Linked DNA regions of Mus musculus: all the other regions are linked to region 7. Evidence: chromatin contacts called from public capture Hi-C, promoter capture Hi-C and targeted proximity ligation data. All regions are on one chromosome and are shown on one strand. The core of a region is the stretch at or near the end of the contact, and the rest is flanking DNA. Distances in the headings are between cores, read along the strand shown. Region 1 overlaps Prpf19 (pre-mRNA processing factor 19). Region 2 holds the start of Tmem109 (transmembrane protein 109). Region 3 holds the start of Ccdc86 (coiled-coil domain containing 86). Region 4 holds the start of Dtx4 (deltex 4, E3 ubiquitin ligase). Region 5 holds the start of Cd6 (CD6 antigen). Region 6 holds the start of Mpeg1 (macrophage expressed gene 1). Region 7 holds the start of Mrpl16 (mitochondrial ribosomal protein L16).

What was found. Promoter capture Hi-C pulls out the DNA fragments that hold promoters and counts their contacts. Capture Hi-C pulls out chosen DNA fragments and counts their contacts.
Region 1: a contact with region 7 is called in a promoter capture Hi-C map of liver, with 2.9 times the contacts expected there. A contact is called at or near these places in 5 of 39 promoter capture datasets (embryonic stem cells, hippocampal neurons, liver and 2 more), 1 of 484 Hi-C or Micro-C datasets (embryonic fibroblasts), 2 of 130 datasets of targeted methods (memory CD8 T cells and pancreatic cancer cells) and 2 of 9 other capture datasets (liver and macrophages).
Region 2: a contact with region 7 is called in a promoter capture Hi-C map of liver, with 4 times the contacts expected there. A contact is called at or near these places in 6 of 39 promoter capture datasets (embryonic stem cells, erythroid cells, hippocampal neurons and 2 more), 3 of 484 Hi-C or Micro-C datasets (CD8 T cells, muscle stem cells and natural killer cells), 3 of 130 datasets of targeted methods (bone marrow-derived macrophages, memory CD8 T cells and pancreatic cancer cells) and 2 of 9 other capture datasets (adipose tissue and liver).
Region 3: a contact with region 7 is called in a targeted proximity ligation map of bone marrow-derived macrophages, with 6 times the contacts expected there. A contact is called at or near these places in 6 of 39 promoter capture datasets (embryonic stem cells, hippocampal neurons, liver and 2 more) and 4 of 130 datasets of targeted methods (astrocytes, bone marrow-derived macrophages, embryonic stem cells and 1 more).
Region 4: a targeted proximity ligation map of pancreatic cancer cells shows a contact between it and region 7. A contact is called at or near these places in 4 of 39 promoter capture datasets (the C10 cell line, hippocampal neurons, pre-B cells and 1 more), 2 of 484 Hi-C or Micro-C datasets (the N1E-115 cell line and uterus) and 3 of 130 datasets of targeted methods (astrocytes, epiblast stem cells and pancreatic cancer cells).
Region 5: a contact with region 7 is called in a promoter capture Hi-C map of liver, with 3 times the contacts expected there. A contact is called at or near these places in 2 of 39 promoter capture datasets (liver and pre-B cells), 1 of 484 Hi-C or Micro-C datasets (B cells) and 1 of 130 datasets of targeted methods (bone marrow-derived macrophages).
Region 6: a contact with region 7 is called in a capture Hi-C map of macrophages, with 2.4 times the contacts expected there. A contact is called at or near these places in 7 of 39 promoter capture datasets (the 3T3-L1 cell line, the C10 cell line, cranial neural crest and 2 more), 2 of 130 datasets of targeted methods (bone marrow-derived dendritic cells and pancreatic cancer cells) and 1 of 9 other capture datasets (macrophages).

The regions. Positions count from the first base shown.
Region 1 is chr19:10,904,114-10,907,429 of GRCm38.p6, forward strand. Prpf19 (pre-mRNA processing factor 19) reads left to right here. Exons shown (of 16, transcript NM_134129.4): 16 at 922-3,316. The coding sequence ends at 1,019. Among named protein-coding and RNA genes, the nearest start is that of Prpf19, 11 kb to the left of the region's middle.
Region 2 is chr19:10,880,337-10,883,674 of GRCm38.p6, forward strand. It overlaps Tmem109 (transmembrane protein 109), which reads right to left and starts at 1,407. Exons shown (of 4, transcript NM_134142.1): 1 at 1,316-1,407.
Region 3 is chr19:10,947,100-10,950,676 of GRCm38.p6, forward strand. It overlaps Ccdc86 (coiled-coil domain containing 86), which reads right to left and starts at 2,167. Exons shown (of 4, transcript NM_023731.3): 1 at 1,179-2,167. The coding sequence starts at 2,134.
Region 4 is chr19:12,499,841-12,503,269 of GRCm38.p6, forward strand. Dtx4 (deltex 4, E3 ubiquitin ligase) reads right to left here and starts at 2,156. Exons shown (of 9, transcript NM_172442.3): 1 at 1,167-2,156. The coding sequence starts at 1,377.
Region 5 is chr19:10,827,856-10,831,479 of GRCm38.p6, forward strand. Cd6 (CD6 antigen) reads right to left here and starts at 2,203. Exons shown (of 13, transcript NM_009852.3): 1 at 1,953-2,203. The coding sequence starts at 2,001.
Region 6 is chr19:12,459,313-12,462,912 of GRCm38.p6, forward strand. Mpeg1 (macrophage expressed gene 1) reads left to right here and starts at 1,458. Exons shown (of 2, transcript NM_001374668.1): 1 at 1,458-1,549; 2 at 1,839-3,600. The coding sequence starts at 1,889.
Region 7 is chr19:11,768,704-11,772,256 of GRCm38.p6, forward strand. It overlaps Mrpl16 (mitochondrial ribosomal protein L16), which reads left to right and starts at 1,712. Exons shown (of 4, transcript NM_025606.3): 1 at 1,712-1,821; 2 at 2,099-2,164. The coding sequence starts at 1,767.

The DNA.
Region 1 (3,316 bases), core at 53-2,552, 860 kb before region 7:
GCATAGGTTAGAAGTGTCTTACGGTATATTTGGTCTGAATGTGAATATTACTTTTTGTGAACTTTTTATTGGGGTCTATCATGGGTGAGTCGTGAAGCTTGTAAATCAGGTTGGGGAGAGCAGATGGAAGGTAGTTTAGTACGTTTGTTTTGCTCTATATGGAGATGGAATTCAGGACTTTTCCCACAGTAGCAGGTGTTCAGGCCCCAACACAAGTACTTAAGGGCAACGTCTGAGGTTGGCACAGTGCTGAGCAAGAGTATTTCTCACCTTGGAGCCATGCTGTGACCCTGGGTTGCTTTAGCTTCATCTTTAGGGTGGGGATGTTGCTGCAGGTGGTAGCTCATACCTGTAATTCAACACTTAATAGCTGAAGCCAGAGGATCACCTTGAGTTTGGGCCAGTTGGGAGTGCAAGAGGGCTTTTCTCTGGGGAGCTAGGGAGCTCCAGGTGTTATCCTGTGTCTGGAAGGAACTTGCCCATGGTCTCCAGCTACCTGAGTCCTGTGAAGACGATAGCTCAGCTTTGTTTACTCTGGATCTAGCTCTATGCTGTGTGCCCTGAACTTTGACACCTGTGAGCTAGAACAGGCTAATGGACTATTCTAGGTCCAAGCAGTGAGCTAAAGCTAAACATACATACCAAGATTTCCTGCCGGACTGAAGTACTCTTGCCCAAAAAGCTCAGGTGAGAGCGGGATTAGTATCCCGATGTTCATTCACCAACAAAGAGTGCTGCTTCCTGCCAGGTTCTGAGTGCTGGCTAAGGATAAGCAGTGCGCAGAATCTGCCATTGGGGGATATAGTGCACTCTGACCCTTACCATCTGAGTTTGTGCCAGGAGCATGCCACTCAAAACAAAATCATTGTTGAGCCTGAAGAAGGAACAGCTTTCTCACACTTCCCTTTCTTCTCTCCTCAGAGCACAGTGGCCTGACCACTGGAGTGGCCTTTGGACACCATGCCAAGTTCATCGCTTCAACTGGCATGGACAGGAGCCTCAAATTCTACAGTCTGTAGGCCCTATGCCTTCTCACAGTTCTGGGCCTCATCTCAGTAGTGGGTTAGAGTTAGAGGGTGGGGGTGGGGGTGGGACTTTAGGAGGAGAGGGAGGTCTGGTTGGGGGGGGACATTCACATCATTTCATTTTGGTCTGGATGATGGTCTGAGCCAGGGCACATAGAACATTGCTATCCATGCAGCCTTTGGGCCCCAGGGAACGGTCACCCTGTAAAGTGCTCAGAGTCGGAGTCCAGCACCTCCCCCAGTGGTGGCAGCTGTTCCATGCCTGCTCTGTTTCAGCTCTTCTGAGACAGGGAGGAGGAGCCAAGGGAGCTGTGAAGGGGAGGGGCAGGAGGACTCTTGCAGGGTTTTGTAAGCAGCGATCTAGTTTCATTAAAAAAAAAAGCTACACAGTAAACAGTCAGCTTCTTGTGTCTGTCTGCCAGAAACCCTGACTGGGGAAGGTCATGGGAGAGGGAGCCCAGTGTGGGACAGCAGAAATGGGACACGAGTGACCAGGAAGCCTCCCCTGCAGCAGAAATGAGGGAAAGCCTGAAAGCCGTCTGTCAGAGGCCTCCATGCTCCGGAAGCCTTGACCTTGTTTCCAGGGCCTCTGTCACTTGTGCTGTGCTTGCTCCCTGACTTGGCCTCTCTTACAAGCCGGAAAGGTAGCGAGGCGCTAGAAGATTAGTCTTAGCCTGCTGGTGGGTTGCTGTGAGTCGATTGCTAGGGATAATACTTCAGGGGCGATGATACACACTGATTCCTGGCTGGCTTGACTGGCAGCTAATCTGTTGAAGTAGAGCTGTTCCCAGGGCAGACAGCTAGACTAGAGCACAGTAAATAAAACATTAGATGATAAAAACAGGAGGGGATTAATGTGGGCTCCTGTGGCTGCTTGACATTTAGAAGTTACCTGGTACTAAAGGAGGGGAGAATTGTAGGTAGAAGGAAGGAAGGCTCTGAGGTTGAGGTAAGTGAGGTATGGGCAGCAGGAGGTCCTGCTGCTGTCCAAGGGTAAGGAACCATTAGCTGTGCCTTGGGGATCCTTAGGGCCGGAGTAGGGCCACCCCAATGGAATGTTGGCATTTGGAGCCTGCTTTGAGGTTAGGAGTGTGGCAAGATGAGGGAGGAGGGGGGGGGGGGACAGGGGGAGGGTTGGTGAGTTCACAGAGAAACTCTTGGGAAGGAAGACCTGAGAAGTGAGCTATCGCCTAAAAGGCTATGGGGAAGCTAGGGGGTCCTGATAACACAACAGAACAACTGGGTATGTTCTGTCAGGCTGTCCTGTGGGCAAGGAGATTGGAATTTACCCTATCTGTGATTACTATGTAGCCCACTGCTCCCTAGAAGTGTATCCGGTAAACCTACAGGGGCTGGGGAGACAGCTCCGTTAGTAAAGTGCTTTCTAGGTCACCATGAGCTGAATTTAATCCCCAGCACCTAATGTAGAAAAGCCAAGCATGGTGAGCCCTTCCTCTCAGTGCTGGGGAGGCAGAGACACAAGGAGCCCAGGAGTTCACACACAAATTGAACTGACCTAACTAGTGGGCCCTAGACTAAAACCCTGTTTCAAAACAACTCCTAAGGATGATATCCAAAGTAATCAAGCCTCTGCCCTCTACATGCATATGTACGTATCTGTATTCCCCGTACGAATACACAGGATTACAAAGGGCCAAGAGATGACTGAGTGATCATGTTCACTGTGATGGAGCTTGCTCTAGACTGTTGTAAGCAGCAGTGAGCATGCCAGGGTCGGTGGGCATCCTGGGCCATGACGCTCAGTGGGTTGCTGAGTTGTGGTAGGTGACCATAGAAGCTGGAGCGGTGAGGCAGTCAGTGCTGGAGTGCGTTCTCACAAGTTCCTCACACTGACATCCATTCTGGACTGAAGAAGCTGTGGCTTCTCGTGGGATTGCTCTAGTTGAACATGCCCTCAAGCAGTTTTATTTCCTTTTTCTTTGAAGGCTGGGTTTCTCTTTATAGCCCTGGCTGTCCTAGAACTCACTCTGTCTCCTGAGTGCTGGGATTAAAGGCATGTGCCACCATTGCCCAGTGAAGTGTGGTCTTTAAAAAATTGTGTCTTACAGTTCTTCGGTAACAGGGTAAATGTGAAATCCGTTTCAACAACTAAGTAAGAGATGGGCTGATGTCTGCAGGTGTCTGCAGGTGCTAGTGCAGTGCCAGTGAAGGGAGAGGGGAGGTTGAGGGCATGGCCTGGGACATCCTGGGCATAAACTGGTCCCCAAAGCTGGCCAGTACAAAGCCATTGAGTGGTTGTTAGATGTTAATGTGCAGTTTTATGATCCACC
Region 2 (3,338 bases), core at 157-2,656, 890 kb before region 7:
TGGCCCCCACGGTTCCTTCACTACTCACTGCAGTCCTGTGGATCTGCAATCCTCACTCTGGATTGCCCATCTGACCTGCCTGACTAGCCTGTTAAACAAGGGTGTTTGCCCCACCCAGGCAACCCACTCAGACCCTCCCAGGGAGGAGCTCAGCCTTTTTGTTTTGTTTTTAAAGCTCCCCAGGATTCCTGAGGCATAATCAAACAGTGGTTGCAAAGATCAGCAACGCAGAGAAAAGTCTACTTTAAGCAAAGCCTCCTAAGAGCTCTCTGTACAAAGGACACAGGTTCAGATCTATCACAAGTTAGCCGCCACTACCTTTACACCTGTTACTTAACCTATCTGAAATTCAATCTCCTCAAATGTAAGTTCTGTTGAAACTGGGTTAAGAGTTACTTCAAGAAGTTAGATAATTTGTGCAAGCACTGTGTTCAAAGTTTGTCCCACAGCCTCCCAGTGACTCTCAGACTAACTTGACATTAACTTTTCTTGGAATCCCCAGCACCTAGCATAGAATGACTAAGTGCTTGCTAAATGAGTATCAGAAGCCCTGCCAAGAAGCCACAAGTGTAGGACATAAAGACATGGAGAGGTGGCGGGGGGGGGGGGGGGAGGGAAGGGGAGGAGGTTATTTGAATAGTCAGTCCAAATATACGACAGCCACATGAGAAGCACAGCTGAGATAGAAGGTCCTAAACGTGGCGAAGTCACCACTAAGGAGAATGAAGTCAGCGTTCTGGCAGGTCGGAGGCAGCCCTCGCTAAACCCCTGACAGCTGCTACCCAGCAACTGTTTGTGGGGCAGGGTGTTTGCAAAGGGGGGGGGGGGGGGTGTGCAGCCTTGCCGCTCCCTTCCCAAGGCCCAGACTCCAGGCAATAGGGTCAGTGGCATGTGCTATTTCGAACAGCACATCCCCTGCCAAGCACTCCATAGTGGCGTCGCGAGGCCCATGAGGTCAGGATACCCTGAGGGGGGCTCCAACTGAGGCGGCAGGAGGCTGGACCATGGGGCTGGGGGAGGTGTGCAGTTCGGCACTGGCCTCATCCCCCAAATCTGGCAGCTGCTCCCTCCGGAGGGCTAGACCTCAGCGCTCGAACCCACTCATCCCGGGAAACACTCTCCTCCAGGGTTACCTAGTAACAACGCCCCTGGTTGCATAGCAACGAGGATCTGGGTCCCATACTTGTTAAGCCCCACGTTCCACGTTCGACCCCTCCCCACTAGGGCTCGCAAGGCCTTGCGGCTCCGCCCTGTTACCTCCTGCAAATCTGTCCTTTAAGCTGCATCTACAGCCCTGGTCTCGGCCCTCACTCACCCTGCTCCGGTCACCGCTATCCTTCACGTGGGACTTCGCTAGAAAACGCGCCACCAAACCGGCGCCTCAACTCCCGGGGTGTTGGTTTATAGTCTGCGCATGCGCGGGGCGGTCGACGGAGGAGACTGGCAGGTCTTTCTGGCAGGCATCGTGGACGCATGCGCTCTGCTCGCTCCATTATGGTTTGTACGTGTTTTTTCCCTCCCAAATATTTCCAAGAGAAGAATGGCGCCGGAAATTGGAGTTGGAACGGAAGCGAAGCCTTTGGCAGGAAAGGGGAAAGAAAGAACTGTCGAGGCTGTGGCGTGGGTAGAGTTGGTGCTCGATGCGGGATTCGGTGCAGATCCGAGTCTACAACGCATTTAGGGCGGCAGTTTCCTCCCGGGAAGTGCAGTTCCTAAGGCGGGGCGCTGGCGAGCACTTGGAGGGCTGAGAAACCTTTCACGCTAAAAATGGCACATCAGGGGGGAAAGGCACAAGGTGTTAGTGGGCACATGAACGGTGTACGGCCTTGGAGAAACTCATATGCTCTGGAAGAGAGCAAAACCTCACCCAAAATGTGTGGGTGACCACCAAAGCTTTGCTTACAATTGTTAGGGAAAGGAAAGCAACCCAGGTGCCCTGGGGTTATTTTGTTTGTTTGTTTGTTTTAAACCTTAGAACACTGAGGTAGCTTTGTGGATGAGGTAGGCAGAGATGTAAAAATTGTTTAAAGGTTTATTTATATGAATACACTGTAGCTGTCTTCAGACACACCAGAAGAGGGCATCAGATTCCATTACAGGGGGTTGTGAACCACCATGTGGTTGCTAGGAATTGAACTCAGGACCTCTGGAGGAGCAGTTAGTGCTCTTCACCGCTGAACCATCTCACCAACCCATAAATTTTAAAATTACGTGTAGTTATGTATTCTATGCATGCGTTCGGGTGTGCAGGCACAATACAATACTCCTATGGAAGTCAGTTCTCTCCTGCTGTGTGGATCCCGGAGATTGAATCCGGGTTGTCAGGCGTGCCTTAGTGGAAAAGATCTCAGGGGTGGTGGGGGTGGGAGTGGTGTTTTTGGTTTCTTTCTAGACTTAGTTTTAGTTTGCAAGTGCCTTTTGGGAAATTAACATAGGCACACATATTAGAAATGTATGGGAACATTGGAAGGGAAAGGAGGACTTCCCTTAGGAGTCTTGTTAAAACCTCCCATCAACTGAGAATCAAAAACTACTTTAGGTGTTTCTCTCTTCCCAGCTGTAAACCTACAAGTTTCTAAGAACTTCACTAGAAACTTACATTTACAGTAAGAAAGACCTGTCCTAGCCCTCCCCTAAAGGGTGCAATCCTAGTGGCTCATAGTTATATTTTACTAGATTATATTCCTAACCCAGTCACTTCTGGAGCCATCCTATAATATCACTAATCAGAAAGAGAGAAAAGGATAAAAAAACCAATTCTTAACAACCCTTTTAAGGCATAACTTGAGAGCTGCCAGGATGTTTTATATGGGCTAATGGTGTGACACTTATTTGTGACTCCCTCTTCAGAATCCTATATAAACACTTGGTTATGTCTTACTCTTTTCCTGGTCTCTGTCTCTCTCCCCCACCCCCTCTGTTAAATCATGTTCCTAAAAATATGTATCAACTTATCTTTAATAAACTTCAACTCTGGTTCTTTTGACTGGTAGGGGACTTGAGACAAAGTTTCTTTGTGTAGCCTTAGCTGTACTGGGACTAGCTCTGAAGACCAGGCTATCCCTGAACTCAGAGAGATCTGCCTGCCTCTGCTTCTGGAGTGCTGGGATTAAAAGTGTATACTACTATTACCGCCCAGCTAGCCTTACTTTCTTTTCTGTGTTGAAAGGATCAAGTTTTACCTGAGTCAAGTCCCTAAAAGATGGAATTGGAGAGATGGCTTAGTGGTTAAGAGCAGTGACTGCTCTTCCAGAGGTCCCGAGCTCAATTCCCAGTATCCACATGGTGGCTCACAACCATCTGTAATGGGATCTGATGCCCTCTCCTGGTGTGCATGA
Region 3 (3,577 bases), core at 917-3,416, 820 kb before region 7:
TCAAAGTTTCTCCGCTTGGTGCCTTTCTCTTTAAGCCTCACTTTCCTCTGTTTAATGGGGTGTGCTTGCGGGAGGGGTTATCCCCTGCGCTTAGGATTTAAGAGTATAACAAAATGACTTCTGTAAAGAGCCTGCACGGAGCCTCGCACGGTCCACCCTTATTCAACGTCATTTTCTTAAAATCTCTGATGCCCTGCTCCCTTACTCTTACGAGTTCTTGTCTCTGGCCAGTAGCTGACACTTCAACTGAACCCTACTTCTCCTTCTCCAGACACTGTCACAATGTCTCCAGACATTGTCACAGACACTGTCTCCATCCATGTCACAACAGTGGACATTTCAACTGAATGCCACTTCTCTTCCCCTGCTGCCTAAACAATGTCCTTTCCACATGAGCCTCCTTCCTCATTCCTTTACTGAGAAATCTAAACTGAGCACTCCCATGCCCCAGCACTGAAGGGACAGGGAAGACCTCATGTCTTAAGAAGGCTGGAACCCAAGGGAAGCTGGCCACCAGAAGCAGGTTAACGGGTTCACTCACACGCTTTGCAATCAAACCTATGCTCCCATCCCGTGTCTCAGTTAGCCTCCTTGAGCCTTGGCTTCCTCAGATGTACAACACCAATCCTAGTAACACCTGCTCCAAAGGGTAGATGATTACATGTGCTGCTGGCTATGAAAGCCTCTCTCTTTGGCCATCCTTACCGTGATACATAACCAGTGTCCCATGATACATTTTTTATCAAAGACAACAGCTAGCAGACAACAGTGGAAAGGACCTCACTATGTTCATATAATGGCCGCCTTTCTTGCTCTGCCTGCCACACGAGATGTGGCGGACAAGGTAAAGGTGGCACGTCTATAAACCCAGCACTAGGGAAGCAGAAGCAGGTGTATCTCTGAATTTCAGGACAGCCAGTGCTATACAGTGAGACCCTGCCTCATAATAAAAAAAGGATGGGAAGAAAGCTCAAAAGAACACCGTCTAGGGCAGACATTAAAGAAATGATCTTTGAGGATCTATCTCCCTCCCCGACCTTAGGGCATTTTGACATTATGATCGTGTTTGTTAATTTCATTCGGGTGAACTCTTTACAACCCTTGGATTGCATTCAGGCGAAGGCAAGGTCCAAATGTACTAAGAACCCAACACATCACCCATGCTACCCCCACTTTACCTCTTCTTGGAGCGGTCTTTCCACACACGCCCGGATTTGGGCTTCCCTTTCGGAATTACAGGAAGCTCCTCCTTCTCTTTCAATTTCTTGGACGCTGGGGCCTGGGGAGAGGCTATAACTCGCTTCTTTAGGTTGAGACTTTCTGTTACTGTCTCTCCCGCCGGAGGCAGCTTGCCTGGCTCCAACTGGCGCTCTGGGGAGCTAGGTGCCTGGACCGTCAGCTCCTGTGCTGGCTGAGAGGGCTCGGGACCCGGTGCTTGCTGGCCCGGGCAAGGCTCGGGGGATCCTGGGATCACCTCCTCTTTAGCGTGGGCCGCCTCAGAGTCCAGTTCTCCCTGTGGGGGAGGTAATTTGGATGGCTGCTCTCGTTGCGGGGATTCCGGGCTCGACTCTGTCTGTCCTGCAGGTGACTCCAGGCCCAGATCTTGATGAGGTTGAAGGGACCCGGGGTGAGGCTCTGGCTGCCTTTGTGGGGACCCATCGTCTGCATCCTGTCTAGGACCGGGTGATCCGGGGCTCGCCTCTGGCTGAGGTCCGGGAGACGGAAGGCTCAGTGGTGGACAGGGCGATCCGGGGCTCGTCTCTGGCTGAGGTCCGGGAGACGGAAGGCTCAGTGGTGGACAGGGCGATCCGGGGCTCGTCTCCGGCTGAGGTCCGGGAGACGGAAGGCTCAGTGGTGGACAGGGCGATCCGGGGCTCGTCTCCGGCTGAGGTCCGGGAGACGGAAGGCTCAGTGGTGGACAGGGCGATCCGGGGCTCGTCTCCGGCTGAGGTCCGGGAGACGGAAGGCTCAGTGGTGGAACTCTCGTAGACTTGAGCTCTCCTGTTTCTTCTGAGTTCGACTTGAAATCTACAAGAGCCCGTTTCGCCCGAGAGACTTCGGGGACAGGAAGGTTTTCTGGAGACAGAGGTTTTAGGCCTTCCAGCCGCCGGCTGCGCCTCAGCGGCGTATCCATGGCTCACGTGTAGCCTCTGTAGCCTTCGGAACTGTCGGCGCCTTCATATGACGTCAGACTCGTCCATTTCCGTACCGGGCAGGAAGCGCACTTGCGGTAGAGAGACCCGTGGGTAGGCGGAGCCGGGGATGAAGTCGGTCCCGGGAGGCTGGGCTTAGTAGACGCATGCGTGTTGTGCATGAGCTCAGTTACAGAGTTTAGTTGCTTGGTTTCTGCGATGCGTTTTTTGCAAACTGCGAGTTCTTGCAAGGGGATGGGGTGGGGGTATATTATACATACACACACACACACACACACACACACACACACACACACACACACACACATATAAAAATAATTTTTTTTTTCTTGAGAGAAGAGGTTGGAAAAAGGCGGAGGGAGTTTGTAGGCAGAGCCGAATCAGCGCGCTAACTTGTTCTGGAACTGCTGGGCCCGCAAACATCGCCTTTTCTTTTATCTTTTGTAGCACAGTAGCTTTGCGCTGTGTAACAAAGGGGAAGGTCCTGGTGGTCTTCCTGAGTGGGAAATCTTCAGTTTTTGAGTTGTCTCAAACGTTCCCATTCTTTTCACTTCCTCTTCTCTACTAGTGGGCCCAAGTATGCAATAGGTGGTTCTCATCTTTGAACAGTTTCAGTTAATCAGCAAAGTGTCAGGTCTGTGGCCCAGAAAACCTTGACTGCTTGTTGTCAATGTTGGGGGTTCACAACCTGTGCCCGAAGTCAGGTCTAGCTACCTTATCCTCAATAAGCCAATTGAAAGAGACACATTAAAAACTGGAAATCTTTAGAAAAAGGAGATTTATTCAATGTAGTCATACTAGAAAGAGGGGCAAAGAGATTCTGTGAATCACCCAAATTTGACCTCAGGGTTCTAAATTTAGATAAAAAATTTAGATAGAGGGCCAAGGATAAATACATCTGAGTAGTCCTTACCAAGGTATGACTCTGCCCACCATTGGCCCATTATTATCTGGGTTTTAGTCTCATCCTGTAAGGTGGTCTGACAAGCTTTTAGAACTCTGAAATCTTTTTCCAGGAGACAAGTTTCCCCTCTGGCTGGTACCTTTTTCTTCTCCCAGCATGAGAATTCTGGGGAAATTTTCATTTCTTTGGAGTCCTCTGTCTGATTGATTGGCTGATAGGCTAAGAGATGCAGTGTCGAAAGCCTTTAATCCCAGCACTTGGGAGGCAGAGGCAGGCAGATTTCTGAGATCGAGGCCAGCCTGGTCTACAGAGTGAGTTCCAGGACAGCCAGGGCTACACAGAGAAACCCTGTCTCGAAAAACAAAACAAAACAAAACAAAACAAAACAAAACAAAACAATTAAAACCTTCATCTCTGCCGGGATGGTTACTTGCTGATCCAGGAGGAGGCAGGGAAGATGAAGACCCAGAGAAACGTTCCTGTGAGCAAGGTAGAAAGCACAATTCTTGGACACACTCCC
Region 4 (3,429 bases), core at 906-3,405, 730 kb after region 7:
GCCAGAATTCCAGAAATGACCCCACCCACCCCCCAATTGAAGAGATTACTGTATGGAGACGGAAACTTGTCCCAAGTCATCAGTTAAGCCGGGACAAACTAGACCCAAAGAAGAGAGCAGCACCCTTGCTTTTCTTCTCTCTCCAGTATCTCCCAACCCTCACTCTAACGTAACCTATAGAGCTCCCTTCCTTGCTAGGATCTGGAAGAGCTACACGGCTGCGAGATTTGCGGCAGACCTAGTGGCAACTTAATTTTTATGGAGTTTAGTGCCTTGGGAGGTCAGAGTGGTGGCTCCTGTTTGCTATTTTAAGCAAAAAACCTAAGGACAGTTTCTTCTTAGCCTTTCTTCTTCTCTTGCTGCCTCCCTCCGTCCCTCCTCCTCCTCCTCCTCCTCCTTCTCTATGGACAAAGGGAGCAGCTTCCCTGCCAGGCATTCCAGAGCCCAATCCTCCCGCCTCCTCTCTCCATCTGCTCTGGCCTGTTGCTTCAGTGCTTGGAGTGTACAAGCAGAGGCATCTGCGGATGCCACCACATCCAGGATGCTCCAGTCCTGGAACCCATGCTCCACTCTCTCCCAGTATTGTCCCAGCCCTTTCATACAATAGACAGTAATTGGAGACTGGGGATCCCTTTGCCTCCCCAAGTCTCTTACCCAGGAGCTGACAGTGGGAAGGCTGGGTCCCTAGAAGAGGGCCATATAGACATTAAAGTTGAAAGGGGGTGGGGGGTGGGGGCAAGTGTATGTTAGGCCCAAAGGTGCCTGAGGCAAAGCAGGGTGAACTGAGGTGTGAGCAAGTGTGAGCAGGTGTGAGCCAAGAGGTTCAAGTAATGTCTTGCTGAAGAGTCAGCATTTCTTGGGGGGTGGGAGGCGGTTTGCAAAACCCTAGAGTTCTTGCACAAACGGCTACTAGGGGCTGATGGGGGCATAAAGGGGTTCTCCTGCAGCTAGGCTGAGGCTGGGTTGTATAATCAAGACTCTTTAAACTACTTGCAAGGACATTTACTTGGAGGTGGTCTTGGAATCCTGTGAGGACCTAGGGAAGAGAAGCACCTGCCCTCAACACCTATAGCTGATACCAGTGAGCAAAGCTGGCCACTGGGTGGATCACAGCGGACCCACGAGGCGGGAGCTCCTGGGACAGACAAGAGATGTGAATGGCTCACCCGTGTCTTGGCGGAACTGGTTCATGGACTGCAGGTCGATGATGTAGGGCGCGAGCCGGCTGTCCACCTGGCCCAACACCACGCTGCCCCCGGCGCGGGGACCAGCGCGCACCACCGCCTCGATGTGGTGACTCACGGCTGGGCTGTAGGGACGCCAGCGGCCGTGTTCGTTCAGCCATTCCCACACCACCACTGCCGAGGCCAGGAGCATGGCGAGCCCGGGGTTGCGGCGCGGTGCTGCCCACCTCCCGGGCCCGGCCTTCTGCGCTTCCTCCGGCGCCGCCGCCTCCGGGTCTCAACCGCGCCCCCCGGTCTGCGCCCCACCGCTGCGGGAAGCCTCAGCTGCGGCCCATGGGGGAGTCCGCAGCCGCGTAGGCACTGGGACACGGACCCCGGAGCTGCCCGTCTCCGACTGCGCTCCGCCGGGCTCCGCCGCCTCTGCCGCTGCTCCGAGGGGTCCAGCGGCTTCATGCAAAGGCCCGGCCCTGCGCACTCGCCGCCCCGCCTTGCAAAGCCACCCGGGGGCGCGCGGCCCGAGCGCGACGCTGCACCCGCCTCGCACCAGTTGCGCCTCGGGCTCCGCGGGCGCCCGCGTGGATCGCGCCGCACGGTCACGCCCTCCGCCCTCTCTCCGCTTCGAGTAAGCCGACCGCGGTGGCACAGCTCCCCCTCCCTGCGGCTCGGCTCAGTGGCCTCCAGGAGGAGTCGCCCCTCCCGGGCAGAGCGCCAAGGCGAGCTCGCGCCCGCGGAGGCTTCCCTGGTCCCCCAGTCTCGAGAGCACGCGCGCCATCCCGGTCCCAGCTGCCACTGCCAGGACCCAACTTTGCAGCCTGTTCAAATATGGAACTGTCTGTCTGTCTGTTTTCAGCTCAGCACCGGCCGTGTCCGCGGCGTGAGCTCAGAGGCTCGCATCTCCCTACAGCTCGTGCATGCATACGCATTCTCTCTCTCTCTCTCTCTCTCTCTCTCTCTCTCTCTCTCTCTCTCTCTGTCACACACACATACATCCACACCCACACACGCACGCAACACCCCCCACCCACACACACACACACACAGGAATTGCCCCACGCTCTCCTTGTTCTGTCCGTTATTACCTCATCCTCGTCTGCACCGTTCCCTAGCTGTCCATCAAAGATGCAAAAGCCACGCCCCATGGCCACTAGCACCAGCGATCTAGAGCTTCCATGCCCCCTGCTGGTCCAAATCCTCAAGTGCAGGTCAAAGGCCACACACTTGTGACCATCGAGAGCCAGTGCCAAGGGTTCCCTGCGTTTACATAGAGAGAAAAGAAGTTCTTGCTGTCCAATTTTTCTGTTAGAAGACACAAGGTAGACTAATTCATCCTGCAGTGTCTATGTAAATAAAACCATGAGACAGCAGAACAAACGCAAGCTAGACTCGCTCATTTTGATCATCAATGGCTAAAGAGGAAAGTAATATAAAGTGGGTTCTGACTAAGGGGATTGAAGCCTGTATTGCACATTATTGCTTGGCATGGTACATCACACGGGCAACTTCCACACTTGAGAAGCAAGAAGATGGAGAATTTCATGCCACATATCCAGACCAGGTCTCCAAACGAATTAAGTTAGACATTTTAAAGAGAATTATGTATTAACCTTGTCAGAAAACACACACTTTGTTTCTCCGTGGGTGGAACTGCACAATGAATCCGTTCTGACAAAGTGAAGCTGGAATTTGGAGCAATCTTATATTGGTAATGAGATTGTTAATCTTTTTTGGAATGGCTTTTCCATAGTTTCATGTGCTCCTTTTATATTTGAGGAGACAAACAGAAAACCGCTCCTAAGCAGATAAACTAGAAATTTCCAGATAGAGGAAACTTAAACTGGGGAAAGGTGTGGGTGGGTATTAAGAAATATTTAACTGTCTGCTTGCAGGACAAACAGGAAGTAGAAAGAACTAACGTTTACTTTCTGACCATTCTCTTTTGCACTCCGTCTTCTTGTGTCTACCACGATAACACGGCAGGGTAGTATAGTAGAAGTGAAATGAATGACAACACAGGAAAACATTTGCGCCTGGGTAACTTGTTAGAGAGAGTGAATATATAGTAATTAGTTGTGAGTCTGAACAGGTGAGAGGGTGCGCCAGAGAACCTGACAGCTTCTGGAACAGGCAGAAGCACAGAGGCGCTGAGGCAGCACCCTGTGTGGGCCGGGGACAGCTGGCCACCTTCCGGACCGGAGGACAGGTGCCCACCCGGCAGGGGAGGCGGCCTAAGCCACAGCAGCAGCGG
Region 5 (3,624 bases), core at 953-3,452, 940 kb before region 7:
TTCTTTCTCTTTGCTCTTAACATTCTTTCCTCAAGCACATGTGGTCCAACACAGATCTGCCACCCTGTACACAGTTCCACAGATCTGTGCCCAGCCAGGGGGCCTGCTACATCAGGCAAAAAAGAAGGAACATTCAGGCCCTGGGCCCAGAGACTCAGCCTCCTAGACATCACCATGAGGGAGACATAGTGTCACTTTAGGGTGCAGTTTTCCTTACACCTGCAAAGCTTGTCCTCTTGGGACATTTCTCCATGGGACATAGACCATCAGGCACTGATGAAAGAGCATTGACCAATGAGGAGCCTGTTCCCTGCTCCGAGTGACTGACAAATTCTGAAGAAAATAACAGTTCGGAACCAGGATGTCCTTACCCACCTCCCTCGTTACCCCTCTAATTGGGAGAGCAGAATGGCGTAGGCCTTAGGCTCTAGGGCCTTGGTGACACCATTTCAATTGCCTCGAATTGGGTTCTACCACCATTTATTTTTAGGCTTTCCTCATCCCTTTAATTTCTGGCAAACGAGAAGGCTTTTCCACTTACAACATAACCAATTTTTTTCTTTCAAAACTAAACTTCTATCAGTGACTAAAAGCGGGTCAACTGACATCAACCCAGGGACAGGAAGGAGCTGAGGGAACTGATACTGTGCATGGGCCAGGTGCAACCCATACCTAAGGGTAGGCTCTCTGGAGCCCGCCTGCTGCTGAGGTCTTACCTTCCCATAGGCATCACTCTGGACCCATCATCTCAGACCAAGGACCTCTCAGTTTCAGCCCAAAGGGCTCCGTGCTCAGCTCAGCCCCAGCCCTCATCCATACTGGGAAGCAGTGGAAAGAGAAGGAGCTGGCTTGTTTGGGGCCCCGGTCTTAGCGGTCAGCAGACCTTTTCCTTTAGGACTTAAGCCTGATCTTGTGTCAGGCCTCTTAAGAGAGGCAGAGGTGGTGGCACTGATGGATAGGAAGAAGCAGAAGGCCTTGCCGTCGGCCTGAGTAGAAGGAGGCTGAGCTCCGAGAGCCAGTGCTTTGGAAACAGCTGGTCAAGAAAGGACAGCAAAAGCCCAGGCCTCTACTGGGCAAAACACATGCCAATTAACACCAGGGGACTTGGATGAAATGCCTGAAGATCCAGACAGAAAGAAGACACTTCAGAACTCCCCGAGTGCTCATAACCTCTGACCAGCTTTATGTCCCCATCCCTCTGCCTGGGCTCCCCTTCTGTAAGGCAGACCTAACTCCTTAGACCCTAAGTCTGTTTCTATACCATCTTCCTACCCTGAAATGTGAATGCCTGCCATGTACAGGGATTCCTGAGTCTCTGTGTATTGCCTGTTTCTGCTAGCTTGGCCTGTGCACTCTATCAAGTATCTGGCGACCTTGGGCCTTTGCTCCAGAACCCTAGTCCAGACTATGCAAGACTACTTCAGCACTTAGCAGCTCAGGAACTCAAAAGCCTTCTTGATCATTTGTGTCTCAAATTCATCCAAGAGGTTGAACCGAAGTCACTAAGAGTGAAGTCCCCTGGGTCTCCCTGGATTCTGTCTCTGGTCCTGGTGAACCCCACTCTGGGACTTAACATGGAAAATACTGATGCTGGCTGGTCCTCCCTCTCAAAGGAGTCGTTCCTTCCTTCCTGTGAGATGGTAAGAAGGTGGGAGAAGCGGGTGCTTCCTGCACCTATGGATGCGTGGGGAGCTCCTTCCTCAGACCTAGGCCCCAAGTCAGGCATGAGGTTCGTTCACCTCACTCCCAGGAGGCCTTTTATGATGAGAGCATCATCCGGCCCTTTAAGGGGTCCCTGCGTCACCTCAAGCCCCAAGCTGTTGTCACACCAGGATGGTCTTAGGTTAAAAGGCTCTACAAAGGTGGCCATGAGGAAACAGCTAGCAAGGGGCCAAGCAGACAGAACCCGGGTCCCCTAGCACGAGCTGTAGGAGGTGACAGAAGAGATCTACCTGAGAGAACTGCTGTCAGCAATCCAGCGATCCCAAGGAAGAGCCACATGTCTGGTGCTGTCTCCACTGCTACTCACGCCTGCCCATAGGAAGTGCCATCCTGGTTCCGGGAGACGGTTGTGCCACCGATGGCTTGTCTCACCCGTGGTGCCCTTTCTGTTCTTGTTCTCAGTGCCCTGTGTGCTGCGCACTCTCTCTCCTACACACAGGCCCAGCCTGTGAGTGTCTCACGCCTCTACCTTCTGCTTGTGGTTTTGGTCTCCAGGAAGCCAGGCTGTTGTAACAGGGGTGCTGTTACAGGGCTGTTGGGGTGGGGGAGCCAAGCTACCTTCCATAAGCCCACCAACCAAAGTGAACCCTAAGAATCACAGAGGCCATGTCCAATGAACGCATCCCTGAGGGTCTTCCAAGAAAGACAAAGAGGCTGTGCCTTCTTTCCTGGACACAAAGAGACAGCTCATTCCCAGAGATGCTCTAGTAACTGGTGCTAGAAGAGTGAATTAATGCGCCCCTGCTGCCCCTCCCACAGAATCCAGCTCTCATGGGGTTGCATTCCAAGGTTTGTGTTGTCCTTGGGAATGTGGTGACTAAGAGGCAGGAGGACAGAGTCTTGATGGACTCTTCTTTTGCGTGTGTGTATCGAGGGGTATGTCAGGTGTGCCGTGTGTAGTGTGTGTGCGTGTATGTGTATATATGTATGTGTGTGAATATGTGTGTGTGTGTGTTCATTCATGTGTGTGTATGTTTGTGAGAGAAAGTATGTGCATGTGTGTGCATGTGTGTGCAAGTGTGTGTGTGAGCATATGGTATGCGTAGTGTATATGCACATGTATGAATGTGTGTATCTATGTGTGTGTATATTTGTGCGTGTGTGTGTGTGTCTGTGTGTGTGTGTATGTAAGTTTGAAGCTGATGTCAGAGTAGTCTTCTTCAATTCAATTGTTCTCTGTTATTTATCGAGGTTGGGTCTCTCACTGTATCTAGAGCTCCTGATTCCACAAGTTTAGCTCGCCAGCTTACGCTGGAGGTCCCCATCTCTGCCTCCTAAGTGCTGGGATCTCAGGAGGCTGCCATACCTGCAGGGCTTTTGTGTAGGTCCTGACAGTCTGAGCTCTGCTTCTCATGCTTCTTTGGCAAACTACTGAACCATTTCCCCAGTCCTGGGGTGCACGTAGCAAGGGCCTAAGCTTTTCCAAAGGAAACCCCAAAGAATAGGGGGTCTCAGAGAAGGACTCCCCCCCACCTCCACGTGCCCCAACCCAGGTGGGAGTTGCACAGAGGTGCCAAAGAATCTGGATCCCATCTTTGAGGACTGCTCGCTGTTTGTGTCCTGGGCAAGAGGGCAAGCGGAGTTTCAGCAGATGGCTGTGCAGGGAGGCTGCTGGGGAAGGAAAAGATTCGGGAGGAAAGGGCTAGAGCGGGAAGGACCAGGCTGCCTAGGCGTGCTGAACCAGGCTAGAAAGTAGACTGTGCATTTAGCTCACCAATGAGCCCCCCCTCGTAACACATAGTAGGTGTTAAATAGGTTTTGTTGAGAGAATGTGGGAATGGATAATTTGTCTCTAAGCAGAACCCTAGAGTCTAGAAAGAGACTGGTTCCAGATTCCAGCCATGCCTCATACAACATTTTTTGGTACTCCACTTCCTCCATTCTAGCTTGTTTTCATTTCTC
Region 6 (3,600 bases), core at 208-2,707, 690 kb after region 7:
CACTGCACCCTCATAACCACGTCCCCAGCCCTCAACGTGATTTAGAAAAGAGAGAACAAGAAGAAATTGCTAGCCTGCCTGTCATCAAATAGGTGTGCATAAGCCAGTTAAAATAGAAGAGTGCACTTACTGAGTTATTGCAAGCACTCAAGGGCGTTCAAGTCTCAGCTTTTAAACTCTAGGTGCTGTCTCCTGAGGTATAAATACATAACCCTGCTTATATATGAACTAGAGCACCCTCTGCAGTGACTCGGCTGGGTTCTCCAACTTGGTATAGCTTGGACATCGTTCACAAACTCATTCCTCATTGGAGGCTGGTGTGAGTCAGTTTCCCCAAACACCTTGGCATGAATAGAACCATGCTAAGGCTTTTATGGATTTACAGAACACCACTGGAGCCTGGATCATGGCTAGGGAAGCTCAAGTCCTTCAAAAATGCTTTGTTGCTTCCTCAATGACAACCTGAGATAATTTAGTTCGTTAAGATCTTCACAGCCTATACACAGGTGGTAGTCTTCACCCACGGCTGAAACATGTTTCTGCTTTTAAAGTCTTAGCCCTGCATCTTGCTCCTAAAATGATCTGGGGTGCTATGAGGGTGCTGTGTGAAGATTTATTATCTGCTATAGAGTTCCTGGCTGCTGCTAAATGAACCAAGACACTCCAGGTGTTACAACTGTGTAATTCACCTAAGCCTCCCTTAATTCTGATACTTGATCGCTAGCACAGACTACTCCTCTCTGAATCACAAATCTAAAGGAGCTAGTATCACTGCTAGACAAAAAGAAGAGGTGGGTGTTGAGAAAAGAGTGCTCATTATGTTTTCCTGACAATAGAAGAAATGAATTTTAGTACTTTTAACCCATGTAATAAAGAGCATGTTTCCTTTTTTGCTGTCTTTGCTGACAAAAAAGTTTTTGGATGAAAAAGTTAAACGTGTGGTCAGTTGCTGCTTAGTTTAAAAATTGCACACATGGAGACGATCAGACAAATGTGTGGACACAAGCACGGATGCTCCTGGGCCGTTTGTATGCTTTGAGTAAACCAAACTTTGCAAATTTGTAGTGTGGCTTTTGTCTTCTCTTGAATATTTCTCTCTGAACGGAGAAAAACAGAACAGCGTGGAAGCCCTCACCCTCACCCAGGATGCCCAGAACAATTCAGGGTGAGGGTTCCCAGCAAACGGAATGCTTTCCTGAGCAGTTCAGCCCTAGATAAGTCTATCTCCAAAATAGGACTGTTTGAGTTTGTAACAATGAGACCTCACAAAGCATGCATCTGAGGTTATCTATTTATTTATTTATTTATTATTTTACACTTTTGTTCTCAGGGGGCAGGCCCCAACTTCAGTGTACCAATGAGACATCTAAGATTTGTCCTTGACACAGAGTAGCCTGGAGGCGGGGTATGTAAATAAGCACAAGGTTGCTACTAACTCCTGCGTTTCCAGTAAAAAGAAACTAATACTGTGATTTCACAAAAGAAGAGAAAGGCAGGTTTTGAAGTCAAAGAGAGTGAAACAAAAGCCAGACAGAGCCTTCTGACAGAGGTAAGTTGTTGAATCCACACTTTTACTGGGTGCCAAACCCCTGTGTAGAAGAAAGGCAGGGTGAGGGACATAGGGTGTGTGTGGGGGGGGGGGGATTGAAGAGTGTATCTTTGCATATCCAGAGTAGAATAATTTTTACAAGGTACTAATGGTCTCTAATATTCCAACCAGCTTTCACTTCTCTGTTTTGCAATTGGAGCAGCATAAAGAGGAACTGATGGTTTTAGGAGAACTGTAGAATTTTCTGTTTCAACAACCGCTTTCTTTTCCATCCTTCTGTTTGCCCCAGTCTTGTTGGTGAATGCTTAGGGCTGGTATATGGCCAAAACCATCTGCGCCATGAACAGCTTCATGGCCTTGGTCCTCATCTGGATGATAATAGCGTGTGCTGAAGCAGACAAGCCTCTTGGAGAAACGGGTACCACTGGATTTCAAATATGCAAGAATGCCCTGAAACTACCTGTCTTGGAGGTCCTACCAGGAGGAGGCTGGGATAATCTGAGAAATGTAGACATGGGACGGGTGATGGACTTGACATACACCAACTGTAAGACCACAGAAGATGGGCAGTACATCATCCCCGATGAAGTGTATACTATTCCTCAGAAAGAGAGCAACCTGGAGATGAACTCAGAAGTCCTGGAGTCCTGGATGAATTACCAGAGTACCACCTCACTTTCTATCAACACAGAACTCGCCCTTTTCTCCAGAGTCAACGGCAAGTTCTCTACTGAGTTCCAAAGGATGAAGACCCTTCAAGTAAAGGACCAAGCTGTGACTACCAGGGTTCAGGTAAGAAACCGGATCTACACAGTGAAAACCACCCCAACTTCAGAGCTCAGCTTGGGGTTTACGAAGGCACTTATGGACATCTGTGACCAACTAGAGAAAAACCAGACGAAGATGGCCACCTACCTGGCAGAGCTCTTGATCCTCAACTATGGCACACACGTAATCACTAGTGTGGATGCTGGGGCTGCACTGGTTCAGGAGGATCACGTAAGGTCCTCCTTCCTTCTGGACAACCAGAATAGCCAGAACACCGTGACCGCTTCTGCAGGGATTGCCTTCTTAAACATTGTGAACTTCAAAGTTGAAACAGACTACATTTCTCAGACCAGTTTGACGAAGGACTACCTGTCGAACAGGACCAACTCCAGGGTGCAGAGTTTTGGAGGGGTTCCCTTCTATCCAGGCATCACCTTAGAAACCTGGCAGAAGGGCATCACTAACCACCTAGTGGCAATAGACCGTGCTGGCTTGCCTCTGCATTTCTTCATTAAACCTGACAAGCTACCTGGCTTGCCAGGTCCCTTGGTGAAGAAGCTGTCGAAGACAGTGGAAACTGCTGTGAGACACTATTACACTTTTAACACTCACCCAGGATGCACAAATGTTGATTCCCCCAACTTTAATTTTCAAGCCAATATGGATGATGATTCCTGTGATGCGAAAGTCACCAACTTCACCTTTGGTGGAGTTTATCAGGAATGCACTGAACTGTCAGGTGATGTTCTTTGCCAAAACCTGGAGCAGAAGAACCTGCTCACAGGTGATTTCTCTTGTCCCCCTGGCTACACCCCTGTCCATCTGCTCTCCCAGACCCATGAAGAGGGTTACAGTCGTCTGGAATGTAAAAAGAAATGCACCCTCAAGATTTTCTGCAAGACAGTGTGTGAAGATGTGTTCAGAGTGGCCAAGGCTGAATTTAGGGCTTATTGGTGTGTGGCTGCTGGCCAAGTACCTGACAACTCAGGACTTCTCTTTGGAGGAGTCTTCACTGACAAGACCATCAACCCTATGACAAATGCACAGTCATGCCCAGCAGGCTACATCCCACTGAACCTGTTTGAAAGCCTCAAGGTATGTGTGTCCCTGGATTATGAGTTGGGGTTCAAGTTTTCAGTCCCCTTTGGTGGGTTCTTCAGTTGTATAATGGGGAACCCCTTGGTTAATTCTGATACAGCTAAAGACGTCAGAGCACCATCTCTGAAAAAGTGTCCCGGGGGCTTCAGCCAACACCTAGCTGTTATCAGTGATGGATGCCAAGT
Region 7 (3,553 bases), core at 462-2,961:
GGAGTTCTGACCACTCTCAGGTCTTTCAAAATGTGGCCTTTTGCCAGCGCAGAAGGAGGAATATCAATAAACAAGTTAAATTGTGTCCTGGGGTGGATTTGTAGAGTCTCTTAATACTTGGGAAGCAGATGTATTGCACAGGTGAATAGATTTGTAAGCAATTTCCCCAGTATATCTTATCCACAAGCATTGAAGGCTGTACTTACTGCTTGTGAAATTAATTCTTAAGAGCACACAGATTTAACATGATTTAAACACAACAGACATCAGTCTCATTTGCTAATTTCATCTGTCTCCTAAAAGCTTAGATACAAATCCTCTTGTTCTAATCACTACAAAGCTCCAGCCTCAGGAAAAATTATATGTCCAACATTTCCAAAAGGATAATTATACATTATTTCATTTCCCTTCCTTATTAAATTATGGTGTGGTCCATTCACTAGAGCAGCCAATCCCCTTAACGACCCAGCCATCCCTCCAGCTCCTTCTCTTGGATTTCTTAAAGGAAAAACTTTGAAGACAGAACATTACCCCTCTTCTGTGAAGACAAGGCTAAATCTTGAAACCAAACTGATCATTTATAGAAACAAATTAATCCTGTTAATCTATGCCAGCTTGAGATGACCACCATACCAAACCAAAACTGAAGCAATGATCAGCCTAGACCAGGACTGCTTAATTATGCATACTTTTTAGCGGACTCCCCACTCGATGCCCCAGTTTGTCCACTAGTTAAACTTAAAGGTGCCAGGTGTGGTGGTACATGCCTTTAATCCCACACTGTGTAGGCTGAGGCAGACAGATCTCTGTGAGTTCGAGGCCAGCCTATCTACATAGTGAGTTCTAGAACAGCCAGAACTACATAGAGATTTTGTCTCAAATAAATAAATAAATAAATAAATAGCTTAAAGCTCATATCAGGGCCATGAAAATGATCTTGAATGGTCATTGGAGTCCATCATTTATTATTTCAAATGAAGCTACCTTAAATTAATGGCTTTTCGAGGTTACTTTCTTTTAATTAGCATATTAAGGACAGGTGGGACTGCAGAGATGGCTCAGCGGTTAAGAGCACTGACTGCTCTTCCAGAGGTTTTGAGTTCAAATCCCAGAAACCACATGGTAGCTCACAACCATCTGTAATGAGATCTGATGCCCTCTTCTGGTGTGTCTGAGGACAGCTACAGTGTACTTATATATAATAAATAAATAAATCTTTTTTTTTTTTAATTATAAAAGTAAAAGGACAGGTGATCGAACCCAGCCGGTTGGGAATGCCCAAGCCAGTGCTTTTACCTTGAAAACTCCAGCTACAGCTCTTTTGATAGATTTGTCAAGACCAAACTCAGCAAGCGCACAGTAAATAAGCCAATGACAAATCAATAGCATCTTTCTATGTCCCTAGAGAAGAGACATAAATGTACGGAAAGTTAAGGGAACAACTTCTTACAAAACCTCGGGCTTTCGCAGCTTTCTACACCAAGGAGAAAACCCAGAGCTGTCACTAAACAGAAAAAAACTGAGAAGACCCTCGCGGAAACTTGAAACACCTCGGGCGTGGCTTGGCCTGTGGGACCTTTAACCCGCAGATAACCTGCTCCAGAACCAGGTGCTGGAAGTTTCCTCTACTTCCGTCAGGACTCTATAAAAGGTGGGACAGGATGACGTCACTTCCTGTCTTGTGTCCGCGGGCCGGCAAAGCTCTGAACTGGGAAAAGCCACTGTTGTAGTTGAGAGAAACCTGACCCGGCAGCACACGCGTGGCCATGTGGAGGCTGTTGACGCGCGTCCCCGCGCCGCTCCTGCGGATGCACTTTTCAGGTCAGAAACCTGTTTCATCTTTTAAAAAGGCATTTCCCCGATCTTCCTCCCCACATTCCAAAGTCTATGCTTACTGCGATAGGTCCTGCGCTTTCCTTACTTCTTCCACCTCCACTATGCGGAGGCCTGGGTCCTGGTCATGTGCGGGAGACGGTGCTCCGTGAGCCTAGTTGCTTCCTTGGAAGCCCATTTAGTGGAACTCGTACCCCCGTGCTTCTAGACACCTCTGTCAGGAGTGATCAGAGTGTAACAGTAATGGTTTGATTTGTCATTGTAGATTCTTGGGCAGCCCTTCCCACCAGTGCTGGTCTGAAGACGCTCCTCCCAGTTCCAACTTTTGAAAGTGAGTACCTGTCATTTCCACTTATTTTTCTCTGAGAAAAGGCATCGAAGGTGTGTTTGTGCTTCCTCCCTCCGTTGAGTGATTCAACAGATATATGTAAGGAAGGCAAACTGCAGCGAAGTCCCTCGATGTTGCAAAGCAGATAACTATTGGGCTAGTTCCCAGGCATCCTACCACTGATGTGTGGCCCATGATCTACCCAGTCAGCACTAACTGGGCATATATCAGATTTTTTTATCTTCTAAATAATAGTACAGATATGCAGACACTTAGCAATAGTAGCCAGGTGCTCTGCAGTCCTGTACATCTAACTTTTTAATGTACTAAAATCTCCAAAACTGCAAATGGCCTAGACATCTGAGGGTCTTCGGCACATAACTGTTAAACTACTGTGTGGGCTGGAGCAATGGCTCAGCAGTTAATAACACTTGTTGCTCTTGCAGAGAACCCAGGTTCAATTCTCAGAACCCACAAGATTGTTCATAACCATCTGGGACTCCAGCTTCAGGGGTTCCTACATCCTCTTCTGCACATTAATACATGCAGACAAAACACTCCTAACATTTTTGATAAATAAGGTGCTGTGTGTGCTTAGAAGTGCATACTAACTTGCAGATGTAAGAACGTATTACCAGGTCTCACAGTAGCTGCCCATAGAAGTCAGTGAAGGGAGAGTAGTTTTTGTAACTTGGAACAGCAACTTTATTATTCCATTAATGATCTGATGGCCCTTTGAGGCTTCCTGTTTTGTTTATTCTATCATGGAGCCATTCTTTCTCATATTTAATTTTTTTTTTGAGTCACAGTTGTTTTCCCCAGGATGTCATATAGAGGATAGTGACAAGAAAAATCCTACTTTGTAAGTTTACCAAGAAAAATACAACAGAAGGTTTTTTTTTTTTTCGTTTGTTTGTTTTGTTTTAATGGTATTTTTGCAATCTAGAGGAGCAGTGAGTTTTGTTTTGTTTTTGGTTTTGGTTTTTAAGAGCATGCTTCTGGCTTTGATGTTTTAACTGAAGTTCCTCTTCTTTAAAGTAGAGATTAGAATACCACTTGCCCAATTATGTTTCTTGGCCTAGCTGAAAATTATGTATGCTCCTGTTTTCAATTCTTTTTATTTTTAATTGCCTTTTATTTATTTTGTATGCATGCACTTGTGTGGGTGCGTATGTGTCAAGGCATATATCTGGAGGTCTGTGACTACTTTTGGGAGTCAGTTCTCTCCTTCTACCACGTGGGCCCTAAGGCTCCAACCCAGATGGGCAAGCAGTGCTTTTTACCGGTTGGGACATCTTGTGGGCCCCTTGTTTTCAATTTCTAATACTTCACTTTGTATTTCCCCCATTTGTCTGTTTAGTGTTGAAGCCCTAAAGAAATATAAAGGTTGCC